4 separate regions of the Mus musculus genome follow, and all the other regions are linked to region 1. The links are chromatin contacts, called in public Hi-C and HiChIP or PLAC-seq maps. All regions are on one chromosome and are shown on one strand. The core of a region is the stretch at or near the end of the contact, and the rest is flanking DNA. Distances in the headings are between cores, read along the strand shown. Region 1 has its middle 16 kb from the start of Gm33510. Region 2 overlaps Pde7b (phosphodiesterase 7B). Region 3 overlaps Pde7b (phosphodiesterase 7B). Region 4 holds the start of Pde7b (phosphodiesterase 7B).

What was found. A called contact is a pair of places that touch in the nucleus more often than the background predicts. HiChIP or PLAC-seq counts read pairs in DNA pulled down with a chosen protein or histone mark.
Region 2: a contact with region 1 is called in a Hi-C map of bone marrow-derived macrophages, with 19 read pairs. The contact joins two enhancer-like sites. A contact is called at or near these places in 2 of 484 Hi-C or Micro-C datasets (bone marrow-derived macrophages and embryonic stem cells), 2 of 115 datasets of contacts at active chromatin or transcription factors (bone marrow-derived macrophages and embryonic basal ganglia) and 1 of 9 other capture datasets (embryonic stem cells).
Region 3: a contact with region 1 is called in a Hi-C map of uterus, with 3 times the contacts expected there. The contact joins two enhancer-like sites. A contact is called at or near these places in 2 of 484 Hi-C or Micro-C datasets (bone marrow-derived macrophages and uterus), 1 of 115 datasets of contacts at active chromatin or transcription factors (bone marrow-derived macrophages) and 1 of 9 other capture datasets (embryonic stem cells).
Region 4: a contact with region 1 is called in an H3K27ac HiChIP or PLAC-seq map of neural progenitor cells, with 4 times the contacts expected there. The contact joins the promoter of Pde7b here to the enhancer-like site in region 1. A contact is called at or near these places in 1 of 484 Hi-C or Micro-C datasets (bone marrow-derived macrophages), 3 of 115 datasets of contacts at active chromatin or transcription factors (bone marrow-derived macrophages, neural progenitor cells and neural tube) and 1 of 9 other capture datasets (embryonic stem cells).

The regions. Positions count from the first base shown.
Region 1 is chr10:20,853,626-20,856,799 of GRCm38.p6, forward strand. No RefSeq gene overlaps it. Among named protein-coding and RNA genes, the nearest start is that of Gm33510, 16 kb to the left of the region's middle. Within about 2 kb of position 1,461, at least 103 of the 459 cell types and tissues checked have an H3K27ac peak or open chromatin away from gene starts, as enhancers often do. A contact at or near this core is called in bone marrow-derived macrophages, neural progenitor cells, neural tube and 1 more, where this site is marked.
Region 2 is chr10:20,396,696-20,399,869 of GRCm38.p6, forward strand. Pde7b (phosphodiesterase 7B) reads right to left here. Exons shown (of 12, transcript NM_001347366.1): 12 at 357-3,174. Among named protein-coding and RNA genes, the nearest start is that of Mtfr2, 50 kb to the left of the region's middle. Within about 2 kb of position 1,701, at least 30 of the 459 cell types and tissues checked have an H3K27ac peak or open chromatin away from gene starts, as enhancers often do. A contact at or near this core is called in bone marrow-derived macrophages, where this site is marked.
Region 3 is chr10:20,527,499-20,530,672 of GRCm38.p6, forward strand. The region is part of intron 1 of Pde7b (phosphodiesterase 7B); the gene reads right to left. Among named protein-coding and RNA genes, the nearest start is that of Pde7b, 19 kb to the right of the region's middle. Within about 2 kb of position 1,568, at least 32 of the 459 cell types and tissues checked have an H3K27ac peak or open chromatin away from gene starts, as enhancers often do. A contact at or near this core is called in uterus, where this site is marked.
Region 4 is chr10:20,546,606-20,549,779 of GRCm38.p6, forward strand. It overlaps Pde7b (phosphodiesterase 7B), which reads right to left and starts at 1,723. Exons shown (of 12, transcript NM_001347366.1): 1 at 1,286-1,723. The coding sequence starts at 1,523.

The DNA of each region.
Region 1 (3,174 bases), core at 211-2,710:
TAGACTCTGGTACTGACGTGCAATTCAAAGTCAAGGAAACTCCCAATTTCACATCTAAAGTTAATATAGCTGTAGCTCTCAGGAAAATGCTTTTGATTTAGTAGTATATTATGAGCTGAATTTCAATTTTTAGTCATTGTAGTTGTCTTTATTAAAAATTACTTTAATAAAACACTAATGTCAATTTTGATCTATAAGAAAAATATACTTTTTAATGAGTATACATAGAAACTATGTCTAATAAAAATTATGCTGAAAATGTTTTTTGCCTTATTTCTAAGCTACCGCACTGTGGAGATTTGACAATAATTCTTCTCCCATTTTCTGATCAAGTATATCTAATGAATTCTTACTTAGGAGTCCTTGAAGAATTAGATTTCAGTTACAAAACAGGAAAGTTTCTAAAGCTAAATGACTTTTCACCCTGAAAAAAAGTTCAAAGACTCAAAAGAGTTGAGTTTTAAAGCCCCTTATGTTCTGACAAGACTTTAATGCATACAAAGCTTAGCTTCTAAAACAGTGGTTCTCAGCCTTCCTAATGCTGCTACCGTTAAATACAGTTCCTCATGGTGTGGTGACCCCAACCCTAGAGTTGTTTTCACTGCAACTTTATAACGTATTACTGTTGCAAATCATAATGTAACTATCTGTGTTTTCTAGTCGCCATCCAAGGAGTCGTGACTAACCACTGTTCTAAAAGTTAAAGGGAAAGGACACCTTTAGAAATTAAACTAGTTGATGTCCATTAACTGAGTGGATCAAGACGAGCCTGACACAGTGATGTGACCAGAATGGAATCACATCAAAATGCACAGGATTTTCTAACCTTGATCATCTCTGCTCTAGGGTGAGAACTAGGTCAAGGCAGTAGCGACCCCTTTCCTTTTCATATCTGTAACTTGATGTTTACCAGCTTATTGTAATTCATATATCAAATAGCGATTTATTGAACATTCATACTGCACAAAGAATTGCCCAGCTTCTGTTAGCTTAAGCCAGGAGAGTGGCAGCTTGAAATTCATAAAAATTCATAAGAAAATTGCTATCAAAATTCTTACATATTTATTATCCTGTTTTTTTTTAATACACATGAAAACCCCGTTGCCACCCACTGATTGCAGCCCCCATGGGACTCTTGTCCTCCATACCTCATCCATTCAGATTTACAACCCTTCTCATCAGCTTGGACAGTTTTGGCAGGGGATTGACTTGACAGCTTAGAATACAGCCTTTTCCTGCCCTTGAAAGGCAACATGGCACTCAGGAGATGTGCCATGTAAGCAGCTCTCACAGCCCGCACAGGCTCTGTGAGAAGGAATGTAAACAAGTTTGAAGGAGAAGGAAGGGAAGGGGGTGGGGATCCTTAGGAGCATCTGCCTAGGTTTCCTCTCTTGTTCTGAGGGCCAGGCACATGAAAGCGCCTTGGGCAGGGAGGTGCCAGCTGGCTGCAGTTGTGTGGAGTCAGAGGCTCCAGCGCAGCCCTGCGTCCCCTCTGATCCCACAGCTCGTTATGCAGTCGGCTCACTCAGCCTTCCTCATTTCGGCACAAAGGAAGCCAACTCGAGAGATGTTCTCTGCATATCACATGAGCCTTATTTTATCCTGATGTGCACCGAGGAGAACAGAATGTGGTTTGCTTTTCTAATTGGTTTCCGTTATGCTGAGTCTGTGTCGGGTTAACCCCAGGAAGGGTCACGCTGGGTGTCACCTACTGCTCCGTGTTGTTCTGTACCTTGTCACCTTTGCTTCCCCCTTTGAGTCATGTGTTTTTGGACCCACTTCAAGTTTAAAACATTAATTGATGCCCAGAATCTATGACGGGGAGCATCGGTAATGGATGTGACATGAAAATTAAATGAGTTTAAACTCTTCTGAAATAAAAGATGGATACTTTGTGCACAGGCTTAATTTCTGGTAAAACAATTAATTTAAAAATTTGTGCAACAGGCCAGTGGCTGGCAGGCAAGCTTTGCTCTAGCACTTGGAAAACCATCTTCGAGGGAAAGTGACATTGTCAACTTATGACCTCGCACCTAGCACCTAATAAACCCCACCTCCACCCCTGTAACAACCCCTCCCTCCGTGTTCTGTCTAATTTTCCCACACCTAGTCTTAAGGCACAGGAAACTATACAGCTTTTCCTTTTTTGTAGCTCTAAAAGCTGGCTCTGACTCTAGGACACATGGCTGCCTAATAATACTGGATTGAAAAATGACTAACTTGGGCTTGTACAATTGCGCAATCATTCGTAGATGGTACAAATGATGGCAGGCCCCTCTTTTCACCTACATTATGGGATAAAAACTTTGATTTGTGTGTCCTTCAGAAACCAGTAATACACAGTCAAATAATAGGCATTACCCTTATTTTCCTGAATAAATTGTTTATGTTTACCTCTCAGATACTATCTTTTGCTGTCCGAATCCACCCCCCCCCCCAAAATAATTTCCACTTCTGTACCCTCCCCACTGTTTCCTGGAAACACGCTACGATCAACTATACTTCAGGGTCTTTGTTCTTCTCTCTCTCTTGGGTGCCCATCTCATTAATACTCCTCTGCCATGCTCCCTCGATTCTTTGAGATCCCTCACTCAAAGATATCAGGCCTAATCACTCTACGTCAAAAGCTAACTGTTGGGGAATGGTGTCAGTAAAATAACTCCCATAAACCATAAAGCCTTGGAATTAGATCTACACCTTTAGCGTCAAAATATGGGTATTGTAGTAAGTATAGTTTTATTTATTTCTAGTGGCGCTGACCAGTGAACACAGGAAGTTCCTTGGGATTCATGTGGTCAAGCAGTGCAGCGGACCCACATCAGTGAACTTCAGGTTCACCAAGAGACCCTTCTCTTCAAAAACTATGGAGACGAATCAAGGAAGACAGACAGAGGACTTTGTCTTTTGCCCTTCAGTCACACATATGTGGCCATGCATACACATGTGCATGCTAACACACGCCCACTCACTGTCACAGTCCTTTCTCTCCATCCTTGTGCTGCCGTATGACCTCACACACAGTTATATATTTGTAGCCAACACTAGGATCCTAACTGTATGAGGGCTAGAACTTCATTCTCTGTGGATTCCTATTATCTAGATCAGTAGTTCTCAAACTTCCTAATGCTGTCACCTTTTAATATGGTTCCTCAAGCTGTGGTAACTCACAATCAT
Region 2 (3,174 bases), core at 451-2,950, 460 kb before region 1:
GGAAGCATTCAGGAGTCAGTGAGATGGTGAACACCAGTCTTAATAACACGGGGATGGAGAATACAGAATGATAATCTTTACCTTATCCTCATTCGTACGTGTGCCTGAGAAGTCATAAAAAATAGAGGATTCTGGCCAAATGCAGAAGGGGATGGTAGCCTGTTTCTCTCACTTGGTTTGTAGATCAAGACAAATGAAGTCTTTATTCAGAGGGACATTTCTGCAGCCCTGGGAGAAGGAGTCACCCAGACCATGTTTACAACTCTGCTTTTTGAATATTTCCTATTGGGAACATTCCCATTTGGTAGGCTGGTGATGTGTTATATGGGGAAAGTCAGGATATTTTTATACTGTGATATTTTAAAGAAATTATCTTTATTTTTAAATGTTCATCTGGATAGACATGCCAATGAATATTTAGGCCACATTTTTGAGCAAAACTCACAAGGTTTGTTCCCCCCCCCCCCAAACTTACATGTGTACACAAGATGACACAATTTTACAGTCTTAAAAGAAGAAAGCATGAGGAATACAAGCTCATAACCAAGTCAACGCCACTGAGCAGATGTGATTCGACACAAAAGGCCACACATCTCCATGTTTTACAGGAAGGGCTATTTGAAGGCAGGGTTGCAGATGCCCTCCAAGGCCCTTTGTGGGAAGCTGAAAGCAGGAAGAGGAGAAACAACTAGTTTTTACTTAACCTAACCCGGAAGTATGGGTTGTCAGGGTTTCAGGTATCAGGTCTGACTGCGGATTGGATGGCAGCAAAGAAAAGTAGGCTTTGATCATCAGACCTGATAGTGATGTATTCATGTTCACCTCTCTCTCTCTCTCTCTCTCTCTCTCTCTCTCTCTCTCTCTCTGTCTCTCTCTCTCTCTCCCTCTCCCTCTCTCGCTCTCTCTCGCTCTCTCTCTCTCTCTCTCCCTCTCCCCCTCCCCCTCTCTCTCCCTCCCTCCCTCCCTTTCTTCCTCTCTCTCTCTCTTTGTCTCTGAGATCTTTATGTATTATTAAGAAAGTAGCTCTCTGAATTCTTCCTTTCTAAAGTCATCAATTGATGATCCACGACCTAGGTGGGCTAGCAGACTAAGACTAAAAGCGTTAAAACGATATTGACACATGGACCGTGTCTCCAAGACTTATTGGACAACTTGTATTAAATTATTCCAAGAGAGCCATTAGCAGGCAGAAAAGAGTTTTCACAGTTAATTTTTTCTCAACACATGAGGATCTCACAAAATTTCCAGACAGTAGAAGCATGCAGGCACGTCTACCTCCATTCTATTTCTGATTTTTATTATTCTTGTGTTTTAACTATTAGATGTTTGGTAGATGAAAATCTTTCCCTATAAACCTGGAACTACCAAGAATGCCCTATCCTAATTCAATTATAATATAATTGTAGCTTAAGCAAATCTATTTCCTAAACTCCACTGGCTAAAGACAATGTTTTCTTTACTGTTTCTATTTTGTCATCCTGAACAATTGATCTCCTTGTTTTGATCTCATATGCATAAAAACAGATGGCTACAATCCAAAATAAGAGGTTTTGAAGCAGGAATCTTTCTGCTGTATTCTCATGTGAGGCCTTGCTTAAGTTCAGAGCTTCAGAATACCATAGCAATGAAGATGTATGTCAGTCCGTAGCTGCTTCAGAAAACAGAAGTTAGTGCTGTGTTCACAACTTCCCTTCTCACCCATATCAGTGACGTCAGCGCCATCCACCCACTTCGCAAATTCTTCAGACTTTCTTTAGTCCCATCTGACAATCTTGCTTATACTAGTGAAAATATAATCAACTTTCCAATTCCTTCCACAACCTTAACTCTGTAAGCCCCAATCTCTCTGTAGGAACGTGTTCCAAGCCAAGCAAGTTTTTAATGTTTCACTTGCGTTATTAGGAGAAACAGAGAGCCCCACATTAGTTGCACTTAGGAAGTAAGAGCTAGCTGTTGCTGTCAGTTTGAGAAGTGGCTTGATCATGGCAGAAATGCCCCCTCTCCCACTACTTAAGATAAAGAGAAAGAAGCATTGGCAGTTTCCATATAACATTAATTATGCTAGAGCTCACGAAGAAAAGGCTCAATGCATAGTTCAGCTGGGTAAGAATGCGTACACACTGGATTTTACAGCCAAGCATCTGCAGACAGATGACAACAATTCCAAGCTGCGTCTGCTGGCTGCAGCTGTGATGAACCACATTAATCTGCTAGAAAGCTAAAGTCTCTGATAAAACTGAAATAGCTTCTTTACTTAAATAAGATTAAATTCAGCCAAACAGCTGGGCAGTTGTTCACATGAAACTATAGAAAAAAGTAAATAATTCAGTTACTGTCAACGCCAAAGAAACGCACACCAACCGTCCACGGACCAAAGGGACTTTGGTATTGTAGCCATATCAGACAAATGTGTGGCATGGGGGCAGGGAGTTCCCTGATGGTTAGGTGACAGGAAACCTGCTGTGTCTTCCGTGAGGTGGATGTACCCCGTGTTCCACAACAGGAGTCACAAAAACACGAGCTTCTCAGCCAGCTTGTTAAAACTGTGTGCAGCATTGCTGTGCTGGAAAGTGATTTACATCTTGCTCATTAATCTGAGGAAACCAAACTTAGTGCCATAGATTAAAAACTACGTTCCCAATGCATGAGAGGTTTTCGAAAAAAGTTTCCTTCAAGATGGTACTCAGTTTTGGCTTGTGACCTTAGCAGGGAAGCAGAGATGGTCACTAGGGGCAGGCAGTTCAGAAAGACATCTGTCAGGATTTAGGTTGGGCAGTTTTGGAAAGAGGAAAAATGTTTAAAGTTAAGGCCTTTATCTGCGAACAACAGTATATTAATAAACTCTATACCATATTTACAAATGCATTCTCTTGTATTAAAACTAACAGTATTCTGTTCACAGTGCCATTGTTTATACAGGTAGCAATCCCATAATACTCGTGTATTTTGGCATGGGAATCAGTAGCGTTTGGTATTTACAGAAAATGTACACTTGTGAATATAAACAGGTCACTGAATCCGTAAAAGACGGATTGGCTAACGGTGCAAAGGGACGGGCTGTACAGCACCTTCCACCAGATGGGAGGGGACGCGTGGTTTCAGAAATCGCAATGGTGCCACATCTCGGACCCAATGTGGCATAGAGTCAATAGCAAAATAATGAACCCCCTCTTA
Region 3 (3,174 bases), core at 318-2,817, 330 kb before region 1:
GGCTGAAACAAGAGTGATTCTGTTAAACCCTACTCTTTGCATGGCAGGAAATCGAGGCAGAGAAGTGGGAAGTGGGGTGGATCATGTCTGTGTGGGTGCCAGGTGAGTGGGAAAGCTACCAAAAACTCAAGAGGAAGCACATGGCAGAGCTAAGCCTTGGGGGAGAGTGACCCACATTCAGAGGGACTCTGCTTTGTGCATTATCAGAGGCAAAGACTCTTGACGACCAGGTATAAAATAAGAAGGTCCTGGCCTACCAGAGTAGGGAAACTGAACAAGAGGATATCTGGAGGAAATATATTGAGTACACATAATTGCTTTGATGAGCAATATATTTGCAGTTTATTTTTAAATGGAAAATATCCAATGGCAATTCTAGGGTAGAATATAGCCATGAGCATTTACTTTTGGCTCCTAGCCAAATTCCCTATGAGTCAGGTTCACATGCCATTCTTTCAGGTCAGCTCTGCTCCTCCTGCAGGTTAATGGTGTATTTCTGTAAGTCCTTGAATCAGGACTTTTCCTGTCTGAACGGGAGATGTGTTTCTTGCCCGTCATCCCCTTGGAGCAGTGGATCCCAATCCTGGGACCCTTTAATAAGTCCCTCCTGTTGTGGCGACCCCCAACCGCAAATTATTTTCATTGTTACTACATAGCTGTAATTTTGCTGCTGTTATGAATTGTAATGTGAATATCTGTTTTTGTTTTTGTTTTTTTTTTTCTGACGGTCTCGGGCGGCCCCTGTGAAAGGATTGAGAACTGGGGGCTTAGAACCGTATTGGAGGCACAGTAGCTTTCATGTCTCACTTACAGAAAACCTACTCAAAACCAAAACAAATGTCCTCTTAGTCTTCACTTCTGAGCATCAACCTGCCTCAGTTTGGGTGTGCAGACAGACCCTGAGCATCTAAAGCGGTTACCGGAGATCTAAACTCTGTGTTGTTCCTTGCTTCCTCTCTCATCCGTCTCCCTCATTCTGCTCCGCTTTGGTGCGGAGCTGGTCAGCAGCGGAATCCAGGCTGTGGAAACTACTTTGGGATGAGTATGGAGAACAATTTGGAGTTTGAGGCTGGGCCTTTACCAGCCACTGGGAGAGAAAATAATGAACTGGGAGTGAGTGGGGTGATCATGACCCACTTATTTCAACTATGAGGAGGCGAGAGCTGAAATTCAGAAGGTGAAACTGTAAGCAAAACCGAGTAACATAATTCTGGGGGATGTGGGGGGAGGGCTGGGGTGGGCAGTGGGAGAATAGTCATGTGACTGCCGTGTTAGCACCCAAGGAGCTCCTGTGTTCTTGGAGTTTGCGTAATTAAAACTTAGAAGTCTATGTCTAAAAGCTAGGCTTTTCCTAATCAAATGTGGCAAAGCCCCGCCCTTTTGCCAACATTTTCCTTCTGAGCTTAAATCACGTGCTGTGGCCTTGAAGGGTTCCACCCTGGCTCAGGTTCCGCAGCCCCCAGTTTGGCTCACTTTCAGGATGGAGAGAAGGAACGTTTACATCTGCATAGCAAGTAGGGCAGTGCCTTTCACTTCACTGTCTGGGATTTGATTAATTCTGTTTAATTGCGCGGAGGAGCCACCAAGAGACTAGAGCCAGGCGTGGTATCCGCATTTATTCTCTCCTTTCTCTATCTGCCTCAGAATCAAGTTACTTTGAACTCCTACCCTGTAACGTTACTATTGACCATGCTGGTCCAAACTACGGGTCAGTGTGACATGTCAACTCTGCTCATGCTGAACGTCTGCTCGGAATGGCTCATTCATAATTCATGCGTCTAAAAATGAATCGCGTGTATTTAGGTGGCTGGTTTGCCAGTCTTCAGCTATTTCCATCGCAGACCCACAAACCTCACTTTTGATGAAATCCTTCCTTATAAAAATCAAAGATTTTTCTTTCAGATTAGTTCAAATTAGACCTTCGTGGAACTCCTTTGGTCTAGTGGTCATTCGAAGCAAATGGTCAGGGCAGAGTGTTTTCTTCCTGACTTCTGTAAAGTACCACCTGCTAAAATCTCCCTGTTCTTTATCCCTCTCTTCCACTTCCCCTAGTCCACCTGCTTTACAGCACAAGATACTTTAAACACACAAAGTGATAAGAAATGAGAGATACTAGCCTCCTGAACCCACCATTGCATAAGACTGTGGGATGTCATACCTGAGCCTGGGTCACCAACGTGTGATCCTGGCCTGGAATAAGATCCTAGCCCTACCTTCTTAAAAGCAACTAACCACATACCTTGCTAGCATTTCTACCTTGCTAGTTTTATGGGAAATGGAGCCTGGAAGCAGGATGGAGTATGGGGTCTTCATCTAGAAATTAGGCTGGCCATCCTGAATATTTTCGTCCTTGTTTAGGTGTATGTCTGGGCAAGCAGACATTAAATGTTTTCACAGTGTTCACAATTTAAGTTCACCTAAACTCTGACATCTCCGGAGGAAATCCAGTGGTCTTTCTTACGAATGCCTAGAAAGCATTGCCCCACTATCAGGCCCAGAGGATTCCTGATACACTGTTGATCTTCTTACAAACCCTTGGTTTCTGAGAAGTTTCTCCCTACATGGGGTTTTGTCAAGTGTACAGTGATCAATCTTAATTCCTATAAGCCTGCGCCTGGAATTCGAATGGCAGCATGCTGTGATCTGGGCTTTGAAGTAATAAATCTTAAGTGGCTATTATCACAACAAAATCATAATCTGGAGACAAAAGAAAATTCCCTTCTGTGACTATTAAATAGAATTTTGACTTTAAGTGGCCATTAGTATTATGAATAAGAACACAAACTCAAACACAAACACAAAATAAGAACACAAACCTCTCATATTTAATTTAGTTTAACAAAGGATTTAGTTGGCCACAAAATAATGGCTGTTTCCATGTGGCTTTTAAGGATACCCTTACTTGTAATTTGAACCAATAAACCTTCATTGCTCCACCCAGCCCCTTCAGAACATTTCAACGGTTGTGTGATTGTAGGTATGAAAATTTACTCTGCACACGTTAATTTATAACAGGTGAGAATGTAATGAAAAATTAGAAGTAATGGTCATTTTCAATATTTACCATTGGAATTGCAAATATAATTGAAGTGGAATTCGGTTCTATGATGTTTCTTCTCTCTATGATTCATAATAACCAAGCTTAGATAAGGAGATGAAAACGGAGTGTTGATT
Region 4 (3,174 bases), core at 473-2,972, 310 kb before region 1:
CATCCACTGCCTAGGTGGCTTCACTCTCCCTTTCCCTGCTACATGACATATGAATGGCTTTCCCATTACCTCATTTCTTCTGACCAAGACCCACTTCCATTGGCTTCCCACTTGCAGATGCCACACAACCTCAGGCCACTGCCTCACTTTTCCTTCCTCAGTGCCCAGATACTCATCGTTCAGTAAAGAGCATTAGTTTCTTTTCTTCCTCCCAGACTCCCCCCCCCCCGCCCTGAGCATTACTTTTTAATAATATTCTTTATCAACGATTGATTTGGCAACTTAATGGAAAAACGAACGACAAACCTCTCTGCAATAAGTTATCTAAAACAAAACCAGGGGAATTTTTATTCTCAGCCCATTTCCGTGAGAAAAAGGGAGATGATTTTTGGTCTGTCTTTCTGCCTGTCCCATCGCTCAGTGCCGATGGCATGTCAGGATTCTGCTGCACGGAGATGGCCGGGACATAAAAGGCATAAACACACTCCTATGACTTCTCCAAGAACCCACTTCTTTTTACTCACCAACAGATTCCCCAGAGGAAGGGAGCACCCAGCCACCAGTTGTGGCATTTGCAGTTTAAGAGCCCCCAACGGTATCTTGGCTCCCCTCCCCATTAGACACACAGGAAAGATCCAACTGACTGTCCCATCCCAAACAGCACATTCTTATGACATGAAAAAGCCCTTCTGACTCATCATCACCACACTTGTGGATGACCTGAGCTTTCTTCATCTCTGTAGGGGTATTATTCATCGCTTGCCCAAAGAGGAAACTGAGGCAGAGTAGTTGAGTAACTTGCAAGGATTGAGAAAGCCTGCAGACCACACTCAGTTCTAGGAGCACAATACACATCACATGTTGCATGGTTGAAAACTGGAGGATACATTTTTTACTTAAAGACATGCACATAGCAACCTAAAGGAATTACTCTTTTGGAGACTCTGCTAACTATGGACAGGAAATATTGGAGTAGGATGGACATTAAAGAGAATCCGATTGCACTCTCTGCTGTTGGGGTCCGAATCGCAGAAGGTTTGACCTGGTTAAGTCCGCAGGGCAAGCCTGCAGCAAACTGACCCGTATTCTAAGTTTGTTGATTTCCATTCTAATACTCCTGCATCTATCACGCTCAACATAGAGATGCTTTTACAACAGAACAAACATTTGTAAGTTAGCCCTTGAACCCTGTCCATACAGCTTGCCTCCCTTCCTTGACCCAAGTACTGGACCCAGAGTGATGAGACCTGTCCGGGTTACCTTCTGCACTCCACAGTCAGTTTACCTGGGAAGCTGTGGGAAGCATCTTCATTTTCCAGAATGCCTCTCGGTTTGGTTGCCTGTAGCTCACTTTTGGACTTCCAAACCAGCTTTACCATCCTGATCATCTCTGGCAAGTCCCAGGGTAGCGGCCCCTGCTGGCACCCCGGCCTGCTGCTGAGGGAAGAGGGTAGCACAGCTTCTGGGGCCGTCCACCTCCTGCCTAGTTCTGCAGAGTGGAAGTACCGCTCTAGCACAGGCATTCTGCCCTGTTCCCCAGAAGAAGAGGTAGGGCTGCCGCCGTCGCTGCTGCTGCTGCTGTTCCTGCTGCTGCTGCTGTTGTTGTTGCTGCTGCTGCTGCCACCAGAGGGGAATTTCTTCCCGGGCAGCTGCAGGCAAACCCGCGTGAAATCCTCTCCAGCCTTGGAAAGACAAGCCTCCTCCAGCCTGGCACAGCCTTTCTGGCTTTCCCAGCCCCTGCACAAAACACTGGCGACGAGATGAGAGAGACGAGACCGCTGCACCGCCTAAGGTTCCTCACTGCTGAGTCTCTGGACTCCTTCCTTCCTTAGAGATACAGCGCATTTTCCTCTTCTCTCCCAGGCACCGAATTCACAGCACTTAATTAATCCCAGGCTACAGCTGGAACGACAGCGGGAGTGGGGAAAGCCATGGAGGAGGCTTCAGCCTTCGCCTTCCCTCTTCTTCCTCTTGTTTTGTTTTCTGGGAGCTTTTTTCCCTTTTTTTTTTTCTTTTTTTTTCTTTTTTCTTTTTGCTGCTTGTCAAGTTTGTCAAGTGGCTTAGCAGTGAAAGACTTCAGGCAAAGACTTGGGGCCCCGCTTTGCGTGACTCTTTGAGCGCCCCCCCCCCCCAGACTAGTTATCTGGAAGCGTCAGGTGAGGGGTCAATCTATGGCACAGGAAGCCTAGAAGCTTCCCAGACTCTGGTCTTGCAAATCACAAGGAACTTTGAGCAAAAAACCGGGAAGCTGAGCTCTGGCGTGCCTCCGCAGCAGCCTTCCCTCAGGAGGGCCTGGTGGGGGGCCTGCCTTGTCTGTTCACAGTGCGGCACAGGATGGGGGTGGCTGGATCCCAAGGACCACAGTTCAAACACTCTCCTTCCTCCTTCCAGACCCCACCCACTCTACTGTCAAAGTTCTCTGCAAACTAACCGGGTTTTGGTCCATTAGTCAAATCCCTTTGTAACCTCAGCTGCCCTTCAAGTTGGAAGGAAATAACATTGAATCACATTCCAAAGCTGACTGGAAAGAAGTGGATTAGGGAAGTGTCAGAGTCCTTATGCATATGCACAGGGTGTCTGTTTAGCTTGGACACGTGGATCGGGATGGTTAAAAACCCATTTTCAAAGGGCAGTCATCATTTTAAAGGGTGTTAGTAGGGGGTCATAAATGGCCTGAAAAAGAAAGTGTGGCTGGTTCTTTTCAAAGAGACCACACTGTGGGCTTAATATCTGGGCCACTGACTACTGCGTTCCCCACCCCAGAGCGGAGAATTGAGGACAACTGTGGGCCAGGCCTCTTGTTTCCTGAGGTTCAGAGATGAAGGCGCTGACCCTGGAAGTCAGAGCCAACACGGCAACAGAGATGCCCCCTGTCGCTTATGTGAAAGGCCTTGGACATAAAGGAAAGTGGGGTGGTATTGGCTTGGCGTTTTTGCCAGCAAATTGGGTTTGTAGGAACAATTTGAACTTGTACATTCACTCAGAAAGGCCCTGTTTTCTTGAAAGACATTGTAACAATCCTGTCTTCCTCCAGGCTCAGTGTCTCTGTGTTGCAAAGGCCTTTGTTTTGCTTGGCTCTTTATTTTTGCTGATGTACAAGTTGTTGCTCCCGCTCTACATTCCTATGGCTGGTTGATCACACGATCCTTTGATGTTTCTTTAGGGGAGCATGGA